2 separate regions of the Mus musculus genome follow, and region 2 is linked to region 1. Evidence: chromatin contacts called from public promoter capture Hi-C data. All regions are on one chromosome and are shown on one strand. The core of a region is the stretch at or near the end of the contact, and the rest is flanking DNA. Distances in the headings are between cores, read along the strand shown.

Evidence for each region. Promoter capture Hi-C pulls out the DNA fragments that hold promoters and counts their contacts.
Region 2: a contact with region 1 is called in a promoter capture Hi-C map of stem cell-derived epiblast-like cells, with 4 times the contacts expected there. The contact joins the promoter of Faap20 here to the promoter of Megf6 in region 1. A contact is called at or near these places in 1 of 39 promoter capture datasets (stem cell-derived epiblast-like cells) and 1 of 115 datasets of contacts at active chromatin or transcription factors (large pre-B cells).

What each region holds. Positions count from the first base shown.
Region 1 is chr4:154,168,193-154,173,755 of GRCm38.p6, forward strand. It overlaps Megf6 (multiple EGF-like-domains 6), which reads left to right and starts at 2,521. Exons shown (of 37, transcript NM_001162977.1): 1 at 2,521-2,950. The coding sequence starts at 2,832.
Region 2 is chr4:155,246,307-155,251,406 of GRCm38.p6, forward strand. Faap20 (Fanconi anemia core complex associated protein 20) reads left to right here and starts at 3,660. Exons shown (of 4, transcript NM_001190445.1): 1 at 3,660-3,756; 2 at 4,200-4,344; 3 at 4,450-4,730. The coding sequence starts at 3,695.

The DNA.
Region 1 (5,563 bases), core at 1,271-3,770:
TGTAAAGTTGCAATATGCTTGCTGTGAGTTACAGAACTGTATTAAATACATTGTCATTTGATTCCTAGTTTTATGGGGGCATTTTTGTTTGTTTATTTGGCTGGTTTTAAGATAAGGTCTCGTCTGGCCCGGTATGGCATTAAACTTCTGCTTACCCTGACTCCTCCCCCACCCCGCCCCCTGCCCCCCCCCCCCCCCCCCCCGCCAGGGCAAGTGTGTGTAGTGCTGGAGATTTGACCTTGGAAAGCATGCTAGGCAGGCACTCTACCAACTGAGTTATATCCCCAGGTCCTGATTACAATGACAGACTGTAAGTGTCCTCTCTGCTCCACTCTTGTGTTGGGCAATCAGATGCTCAACCATCACCCATGCTCTGAGGAGCCAGACTGGACAGGAAAAGGGTCTGTCTCTCTGGGGCTGGGGTGAGGCTCCAGCCAACATCTGTCTAAGTGACAGGTGCTTGGAGTGTGTGGTCCATGCTTCATCTACCCACACCTGCCCGGGAACAAGGACTCTGTCCGGGGATAGTGGACAGACCACACACTGCCCATGTGTACGCCACCCACCTTAAGAGACACATGCTCGTCTTAACCTAACCACAGGAAGCACCTGATACCCGCCAGGACTCTTCACCTGGCACAGAGGCCTGGTGCCTGGACGGGACATGGGCAGAGATGGAATAGCCTAGGGTCAGTAAAGCTCTGACCCAAGGAAACCTTCAAGTTGAAGGGGTTTAGGAATTCACGCAGGAGGCCACATACCTTTGTAAAATTAGCAAAGCCATTTTACTTCGTATTGTCTCTCTTCAGTAAGGGCCCCACATAGGTTTCGGGATACTAAAAGCACGCCCCCTCCCCCACCCAAGGAGCCGAGAAAATTTCACCCACTCACCTCCAGACTCTGGTCCTGGGGCACGGTTTCACAGAGCAGGTGGTGAACTTCTTCAGGTCCCCATCCCTCATGCACACAAGCATTCACACACGCCAGCGCCGGGAGAGACAGAGGTACAGAGGAGCAAGCTTAAGCGCCTGGGCCCAGTGTACAGTTCCTGTACTTCTCCACAGTGGTGGGCCCCTGGCTGAGGAGGGATATGAGATGAATTCCTGGGTGCAGACATTGGGAGTCCCCCAGAGGGCTCGGGTCAGCCTCTGCTACTGAGATCCAGGGAGGGTCTGGTGATGGGTTTGAGCAGAAGGGTGAGTCCCAGCACAACAATGCAGGGCAAACTGGGGTCCTGTTTGGGGCATCAGGTGGCAAGTTCCAGGACCCATTGCCCTCCAGAATCTGTCTGTCTATCCATCTCTCCCTCCCTCCTTCCTTACTTCCCTCCCTTCTCTATTTCCCCTGAGGTTATACTCCTCTATGTTTACTGCTCAGATCTGAAACCTGAGTTTTCTAAACTCACTCCACTCCCTTCCTTGCCCTCGGTTCCGCATCTGGGCCAGCAGCAGGTCTAAGCTGACAGCACCTGCCCAGTAATGAGACCCACAGTCTTTTGAAATGCGAACTTTTGCAGCGGCATTTCCAGGTCCCCCAGCCAGAGGCCCCCTCAAGCACTTGCTTCAGGGGAAGAGGAGGCTGGAACACCTACCGCACTCCTCAGGGATGGTGGAAGAGGGCAGGCTGGGTCCACCCATCATGTAAAAGGGCAGGCACACCTCTCCAGTAGGACAAGGAGGAGCTGATCCTCACACAACTATCTGCAACTAGTGAGGTCCGCTACCATACCCTCATGGGACTCTCCCAGCTCAGCTTCACAAAGAGCCCCTCTGAGTGTTTGATAAGTCCTGGACTAAGAGATGCCACGTACAGCGCTGGTCAGTCTGCCCCTAACCGCGGAGAAAGTCAAATCAAATCAAAGCCAGGCTTAAAAGACAATAAATACCTGGTGCAGGGAGTCGCCTCACCTCCTAGACCCCTATGCAGGTGCCTAGTGGGACCTACACGCCCACTCCACCCCATGCTACCGTCCCAAAGCACTCAGTACAGAACTGGGAATACGAAAGCCCAGAGGGTGGTGTGTTACCTAATAAAGTCAGTACCCAAAGGAAGTGCCCAGAGGCACTCAGAGGCTGTCCCCCCCTCTACCTCCCGCTCTACTATCCCTCCCTGCTTCTGGGACAGCGGTGGCGGGCGCGCGGACGAGGGGCCAAGGGAAGGTGACTGCAACTCCAAGAATCCAAGGGTGCGCTTGCAGAGGTCTCAGATCTGGATAGAGCGGTGTTTACGAAGTATGGACCGCGCAGACTCGACAGAATTGTTCACTTGGTTGGGGTCAGACCTGGGACTCTCGGTTGCAGAGAGAGGGAGCGCAAGTGAAATTGGAAAGCTTTAGGGGAAAGTACTGGGAAGCGAGCTTAGCCTTAAAGGTAGGACCAGGAGCCGGAGAGGGGAGGGGCTGAAGCGGGGCTGGAAGTGGGCTCTCCCTATTGGGATTGTCTGGGCGGGGCCGAAGGCGGAACGGGCGTGGCTTGGGCTGGGGGTGGGGCCAAAAGGGGCGGGAGCGGGGTCGGGAAAGAGGGGGCTGGGGTCGGGCCGGGGGGCGTGCGGCGGGCGGGCCTGACGTCTGCTGCGTCCCGCTCCGAGTTTGCTCTCCATCACTCCTGGCAAGTGTCTGGCCGCGCCGAACCGAGCGCGAAGGTCTCGGAGGTCCGGGCAACTGTCCCATCTGCACCTGCGGGAACCTCGCGCCCCGCACCTGGCGCGACTGGGTTGTGGTGCTCCGCTGTCCTCTGGGGGTATGGCGCCCGTGAAGACAGCGTCTACTGGCCGTAAGGGCCGCCTGTGAGTCGAAGATCCCAGGACCGAGTGGGAGCGCGACCGCGCGCACTATGCCTGTCGGGGTGGAGGCGAGGGCGTCTTGGCGCGTGGTGGCCCTGACGCTGCTGCTGCTCCCCGCCGTGCCTGCAGCCTCCCAGCCGCTACCCCCGCGCCCGCTGCAGCCGAGCATGTGAGTAGCGCGAGTCGTGAGGCTCCTGGCGGCGAAGCTGACCCGGACAGAACTCGGGGCTTTGTCCCTGGGGCCACAAACAATGGGCTCTTTGCTTTAACTGAGGAGGGGATGGTCTAGACCCGGGGTCCCGGACTGGATTTGGTGCCCTCGAGTCTGCCGCAGGGCCCATAGCCTCCGGGTTCCCGCCCCTGCAGCAAGGGTCCTGCAGACTTAGACGGATGCCGAACTCCGGAGAGGTGAGGAATCCAAGCCCCTGCGGCGCAGGGTCCAGCTGGGGAGCCAGCTTGGAGGCGGCCGAGAGGAAGCAGCCTGGTCCCACTTCCTCCCCAAGCTAGTCTCCTGGGGTCCGAGGGCCTGCGCAGGGGCGGGGGTGCCCAGAGGGGGCTGCCAGCACTGTTTTGTGTGTTAAACACGTGCGCTCTGGGGCCTCGGGAGAAGGAATTCAGTACTAGAATGGGCAGGAAGAGAGGGTCAGGGAGCCAGCGGCGACGGATTTAATTTTGAAAGATGATTCCCCAACAGGCCGGTTAGCGGTCTCTCTTAAACTGCAAAGCGATCCCCCTCTGTTGGCCTCAAAGGAAAACTGGTGCGAAGTGAGACTGAGAGTGGATGTACAGATGAGAGGCCTGCCCCCCCTCACCAGCCCTTCCCCGCAGGGTGCAAGGTGGAGCCTTGTAAACTTGGCAAGGCTGCTGGGGCGGCACGGGGAGTGGACCAGGGACCCTTCAGGCCCTGGTTGGGGCTTCCATTCTGCCAGTTCGGGCATCTTCTCACCCACAGAGGAGACTTGCTGCTTCTGTCCAGGGCTGGCACTGACCGGTCCACTATGTACCTGGCCGTGAGGACAGTGTCATGATTCCCTGGGGAATGAGAGGACAAGCTTCCTACTGGGACAGGTGCCCTCGGGACCTCCTCCCTGGGTCTTGCTTTGGTCTTTGTGGCCATTACAAAAAAGAGCTGGATCTGAGTTGGGGTCCTCTCGTCTATGAACAGAAGCAACCTATGTCCCCGACTTCCGCTGCTCCTTCCTCTTAACTGAGTTTGTTCCTAGGGAGCTTCGGTCCTAGAATGATTATTGCACTAAGCGTGGTGGGCTAGGGCTGCCAGCCTGCCTGTCTCTTTCATGGTTGAGAGGGGCTGCAGACACGGTCTTCCCGAGGTTGGGTGGATGCAATCTGGCACGAGTGGAAACTGTTGCTGGCCCTTTATGGGTTCCCCACCCTGCTCTGTCCGTTCCTGCTGATCTCCCTGGGAGTGGAGCCAAGGGCTTGCTGCCTGTGTCCTGCTCACCTGGGCCCAGGAAGCCTTTAGCTGTTAAAAAAGCTGTTGGAATTAGCTGTGAATGGGTAGCGGGAGAGCCTGACTCTTCTTCCTCTTGATGCAATTTCCAGAGACTGCCTTCCCTTCTTCCTGCAGAAGTGGCTGCATCTCTGCAGCCTGTGCATCCACTTGCTGGCTCTTCTGTGTCCCAATAAACCTGTGTTCTCAGATTGTCCACTTTGGGTGGGTCTGAGTTCCAGGTTGGGCTAAAACCCTGGCTCTCTTCCCCAGACCTACATCTCTTGGGCATCTGCACATGGGCTCTAGCTGGCTGGGCCATCGAGGCAGTTTCATTTGGCCAGACCAGTGGTGATTTATCTCCGTGGGCTTTGTAGGAGGGGCTGCTTAATTTGCTGAACACATGCACAGCAGGTGGAAGCCATGAGAACCAGCTTTTAGAGGTGACCTCGCAGGTTTGCTCTTAGTTCCTTGGAGGAGCAGGGGAGGGGTTCTGGGAAGGCAGCCGAGGACCCTAGGAAATACTTCTTGGCTGATCCTCTCTGCCCTGCTGCCTTTCTCTCCTGGGGAGTTCTGATGAGCTGGCAGGGCCTGGCACAGCTGCCGCACCTCTTTGGCCAGTTTTCCTGAACTGATAACTGCAGAGTTTTCACAGTACTTTGCCCTCCTGCCCACGGCCCCCTACAGTTGGTGTGCAAGCCATGGGCCTCTGTGGGCTCTAGAGCAGCTCTCACTCCCATCCCAGGTGCCCCGTAGACCCCCATGAGTCTGCTGGAACAGCGTGGGTGATTCTCTGGCTGCTGCTGACCACAGGTGCTCAGAGTCAGTGGGTGGAGCATGGCCACCTACTTATTTTTTGCCTCTAAGTGACTTTTCAGCTTGGAGGAAGTATGACCTGCCTGCTTCAGCTGGGGTGGGAATGATTGCTGAACAGCGTAGGGTTGGCATCACTCCTTAAGGGCTTCCCTGCAGCCCTGTGGAGGATGGAGAGAGGTTGCCCATGTGTTGAAGCTCCGACCAGCTCTGCTTGAGGCTGCGCCAGCCGCTTGTTCACATACAGCTTCAAAGCACAGGGCTTCCCCCAGTCTGGAGCCCCTTTGGGCAGCTAGGCTGAGAAACCCAGTGCTGGGGCTTTGGAATCAGCTCACGATGTTGACCCTCTCCTACTACCCAGGCAGGTAGGAGGCAATCCCCACCAACTCAAGTTCCATCTTGCAAGGTGCTCTTTGGGCATACTGGCCCGGAGGGCTTAAACAGCCACATTCTCTGAGACTGAGGCTTCCTCTAGTTTATCTCTCAAGTAGCCCCTCTTTAGGATGTGAGGACGTTGGA
Region 2 (5,100 bases), core at 2,410-4,909, 1.1 Mb after region 1:
GGCATTGGGGGGCAGGGCTGGAAGGCTCGGACTTAGGGCTGTAGGAGCTAACCTCCTAGAGAAAGGGCCAACAAAGGCAGGCACAGGCCCTGGATTGATGAACATGAACTGGGCCATGAGAGGGTTTGGAAAAGAGGCTGGAAGAGTTTGTTGAATGTCAGAATGTCACTGTGAACCGACAGAAGTGTGGAAGCGTGGCCTGAAGGGTGGCTCAGGGGTGGGAGCTGAAATGGGGCAAGGTCCTGTCCCCCAGTAGCCTCTCCTCCAGTGTCCCTTGGCTTTTTGGGTTAGATTGCCCCAGCTTGGCTTTGGCCTGCTGACCATGGGCAGTTCCTGGCCACGATCCCCAATTGGAAGCATGAAGAGGTAGAGTAAGGGAGCCGCAGTGTCTGAGCGTCTCCCTCCCCCAACACACCCTTGCCCCCACACCCCATGTGTGGGCCTGAACAACCACTCTGCTGCCTGGCGGATCCTGCGATGTTTCCCAGGCAACTGTCGCATACAGCCTGTCTGCCTGGCACTCCCACACCCCATAAATGCCGCCGTGCCTGGCTCCAGGCAGCCTTGCCTGCTTGGCATACACAGGCCAGCAGGTGTGGGGAATGCAGCCCGCTGTCAGAAGGCCACGCAGGCAGAGAAGCAGCCCAGGCCTCTTGGACATCCTCGTACAGCCAGTGAAGTGAGTATTGCTGGGGTACCCTGTGTAGATGCTATGCTGTTCCGCCTCACAGTAAGAGTGGGATAGCTGAGTGGCATAGCACGAGCATGTCCCCCGGCATGCTGGCCTACTACAGGCCCCACTTGAAAACTAGAGGCCTGTGTCCTTTCTAGGCTTGGTCACAGACAGGAGCTGTCATGACCCATCTGTCCAGTAGATGAATGGTAAACCTAGTTCCCAGGAAGGCAGGGAGAATATAGGAAGCCAAGCAGGACGTGGACGACCCCAGCAGACGCAAACTGGAGTATGATGGACGGGTTCACCTAGTCCACCAACTGATCGGCCCCTGTTGATGTCAGAGACCAATCCGGGGATCAGCTTTGCTAGTGAGAAAGTCAGGACTCTGTTAATACCACCTTGACAAAATAGTATGCCAAAACTCCAACCTGGCTGGCAGACCCTCTTTCCTTCTGAGACTAGCTTTGGAGAGTAGAGTTTAGGCTCTTCCTCTAAGATAATTCAGTCTAATGATGGGCAAAGCCTAAGAGAAGAAAGTAGGCACAACCTGGGCACTGGGCAGATACAGGCAGCCTTATTGCCTCCTACACTGGGCCACTTTCTGTGCCACTGTGTGTCTCCTCCAAAGGGCTGAAATAAGGCCGGGCGTGGTGGCACACGCCTTTAATCCCAGCACTCGGGAGGCAGAGGCAGGTGGTTTTCTGAGTTCAAGGCCAGCCTGGTCTACAAAGTGAGTTCCAGGACAGCCAGGGGCTACACAGAGAAACCCTGTCTCAAAAAAAGGGGGGGGGGCTGAAATATCCTTTTGTAACTGTTGTGAATCTTGGCTCAAAAAAAAAAGTTGTTTCTGAAATGCAAGGGTTAATCCCAACCAGAGAGTATTTTCCAATAACTTTCTTATCACCACAACAGATAGTTCCAGGAGAGTAAAATATTTTCATCAAATTCAACCTTAATTTTGTTGTTATTGTTTTTCAAGACAGGGTTTTTCTTTTTGTAGCCCTGGCTGTCCTGGAACTTGCTCTGTAAACCAGGCTGGCCTCGAACTCACAGAGATCCACATGTTTCTGCCTCCTGAGTGCTGGGATTAAAGGCATGCACCACCACCATCTGGCTTTAATTTTTATGTTGTTGTTGTTATTATTATTATTAATTATTTCCTGGTCTGGAGAGATAGTTCAGTGGTTAAGAGTACTGACTGCTCTCCCAGAGATCCTGAGTTCAGTTCCCAGCAACCACATGGTGGCTCACAACCATCCATACTAGGATCTGATGCCCTCTTCTGGCATGCAGGTGTACATGCAGATAGATTACTTTTTTTTTTTGTTATTTTGTTATTTTGTTTTTTTTGTTTTGTTTTGTTTTGGTTTGGTTTGTTTTTTCGAGACAGGGTTTCTCCGTATAGCCCTGGCTGTCCTGGAACTCACTTTGTAGACCAGGCTGGCCTTGAACTCAGAAAACCGCCTGCCTCTGCCTCCCGAGTGCTGGGATTTAAAGGCGTGTGCCACCACGCCCGTCGATAGATTACTTTCATACATAAATATTTTTTAAAAATTCCTTCCTGTGTGTTGTGAGGGTGGGCACACACACCGTGGTGGAGGTCAGAGGACAACCTCGCCTTCCACCTTGTGAAGGCACTGTGTCCACAAGTCCCAAAAGCTTCAGGCGAGGGGAACCTCCTGTTTCTGCCTCTCCTCTCACAGCACACCTGGAGTCCAGACTTGCGCTGTCCTGCATGGTTTCATGTCAATTCTGAGAACTGACCTCAGGCCCTTATGCTTGCATAGACACTTTGCCTACTGAGTCACCTCCCTAGCCCAAATTCAACTTTTTGTTTTGTTTTGTTTGAGACAGGATCTTTCTTCATAGCCCTGCTTTCCTGGAACTCACTCCATAAACCAAACTCATAGAGATCCTCCTGTCTCTGCCTCCTGGGTACTGGGATGAAAGGTCTGTGCCAGTGTTCTTGCAAAGGATTCAGGTTCATTTCCTAGCACCCACATGGTAGCTCACAACTGTCTGTAACCACAGTTCTAGGCGGTCCAAGACCTTTTTCCAATCTCTGTGGGCACCAGACACATACGGCACAAATACATGCGCTCTCCGAGATTAAACTTGCTCTTCCTCTTCAAGTCTGCAGAGACAGAAGACAACCTTAGTGCAGAAACCATCCCCAGACCCTGGTCTAGACACAACTTCCAGGATGTGGAACCTGGAAGTACACACGGTGTGTGTGTGTGTGTGTGTGTGTGTGTGTGTGTGTGTGTGTGTGATCTCACCTAAGGATGGGGTGCAAAGCTCTGACTGGAGGAAGACCCAGGAAAAGGGTCTGCGAGTCAGATGGTTGCAGGACAGGCGTTTGGAACGGCCCTGACCCCTGGGGGCTGTGAAGTAGAAAGCTACTAGCGAATCCCAATGCGTACATCAAAGTGCCTGGACTTTTGCTGCCACCAAGTGATGGGCTGCAGGATTGCAGGACGGGATATTGGTTAGGTAGGAAGCCCGGGTTTTTCACTCTGAGCCTTCGTCCCCTGGGCTTTGCGGTTTGATTGCTCTTCTCTTTGGTAGAAAAACCCAGTTCCTCCTTTAAGAAGAAGATGCTGGCAAAACTGGGCCTGAGAATTTGGTCCTATCCATGGGGCCTTCCTGAAAAAGACTACAGAACTGGAAACTGAGGCAGGGCATTGTCTGGGAGGTGCCACCGGCAGGGCAAGCCTGACAGCTCTCTGCACGTGTTGACGGAAGGGAGCCCAGGCTCTGCACAGGCTCGAGTGGCCCAATCTCGCACCCCTGCAAACTGGAGGGCAGCTCCGCCCTGTCCCGCCTCTCCCTCAAGGCGGCAGCCTCGTGTTCCCAACGGTTGGGATCTCGGCGCCTTAGATTTCCAGCGCCACAAAGGGGAGCTGGCACTTGGCAGAGCGGAGAGTGGGGGGGGTCTGGAAGCCGCCGGAGCGGATCCCGGTCGGAGGGCGGGCCGGGCTGTAAGTCTCACTTCCGCCGGACGCTGTTTGGAGAAGGATGGAGGAGGAGCGGAGACTGCGGGGGAGGCTGAGCCGTCGGAGGCCGCCCGCGGGGGGCGGGTGAGGCGGGACAGAGCGGAAGGGTGGGGTCCTGGGGGCTTTGGAAGGCGCTGAGACACCGGGAAGGCGATGGGGACGCCTCGATGTTCCCGCCTAGCTGCGGGGTTCCTCGCACGCGTGCATCTCGCTACCAGCCGCGCTCCGCCTCTCTCGGGGCGCGGTCGCTTCTTCCGCCCCAACGCTGCTGTTCCCCACCACCACCTCCGCCACCCCTCTTCACGTCGCCCATTTATCCACTTCTTTCTCAGCCCCAGGCTCCGTTTCCCCCAAGAGTCCATTTACCCTTCTAAGTGAGGTTCCTTCCCGGTCTCTTACTATGGACTCCCTCCTCCATTACCCCATTGTGGACCTGCTCCCTAGCCCTGGTACCCCTCACTGTAGAATCAACTCTTCACGATATCTCTACCATGGATGCCCCGGCTGACTCTTCCTGTGCTTCCCAGGCCCCCTAACTGCCGCCCTTGGTTTCTCTCGGAGGGAAGTAAGAGTGAGCCCTGGGCTGCTCTGTTGCGCAGCACCGTGAGCGGGACCGCGGATTGGACCCCGAACCGTCAGCCATTACCACCGCTGCCTGCTTTTCCCAGCCAGGTGTGTCCAAAAGCACTAAAGAAGGATGACCTGGGAGAGAGTTCTCAGGCCCTGGGGGAGGTCATGGTGTTGGTGGCTGTGACCTTATGGGGACTTACTTTTCAGGAGTCTCTACCTGACCCAGAGTCCACTGTGCCTCCTGAGGCCTTCACTGTGGGATCCAAGACTTTCTCCTGGACGCCTTTGCCACCTGCCCTTCGTGGCTCTGGAAGCTCCCGCCACCTGTTCTGTGAACCTGAAGGCTCCCTGGGGTCACCTACTCCATCCCTGAAAGGATGCCCTGCACTAAATTCTGGTCGAACTCCCAGCGCCCAGGAGTGTGTGCCTGTGCAGAGTCCACTTGCGTTGCTGAGTTGCCCGTTGTGCCAGAAGGCGTTTGACCCGAAGTGAGTGTCCTATCACTTAAGACTTAGCAGGGTGTAAGGTCCACCGACTTAGGAGGCTAAGAGAGTGCCTGGATGTGGCTCTGGCCTTTTGTTTATAGAACTAAAATTTAAATTATAAATATTTACATATATGTGTGCATGGCACATATGCATGTGGAGGTCAGAAGACAACTTCTTGAAATCTGTTCTTAGCTTCCACCATGCGAGTCCTAGGGATTGAACTCAGACCCTCAGACTTGGCAGCAGGAACCTTTATTTGCTGAGCCTTTTTGCTAGTCCTGGTTAATCAAGCGCAAAGTTAGCTTGATTAAGCAGCTGTCAGAACATAAGGCAGCGCCTAGTTCAGAGCCCAACAGTCTCCTCCAAATGA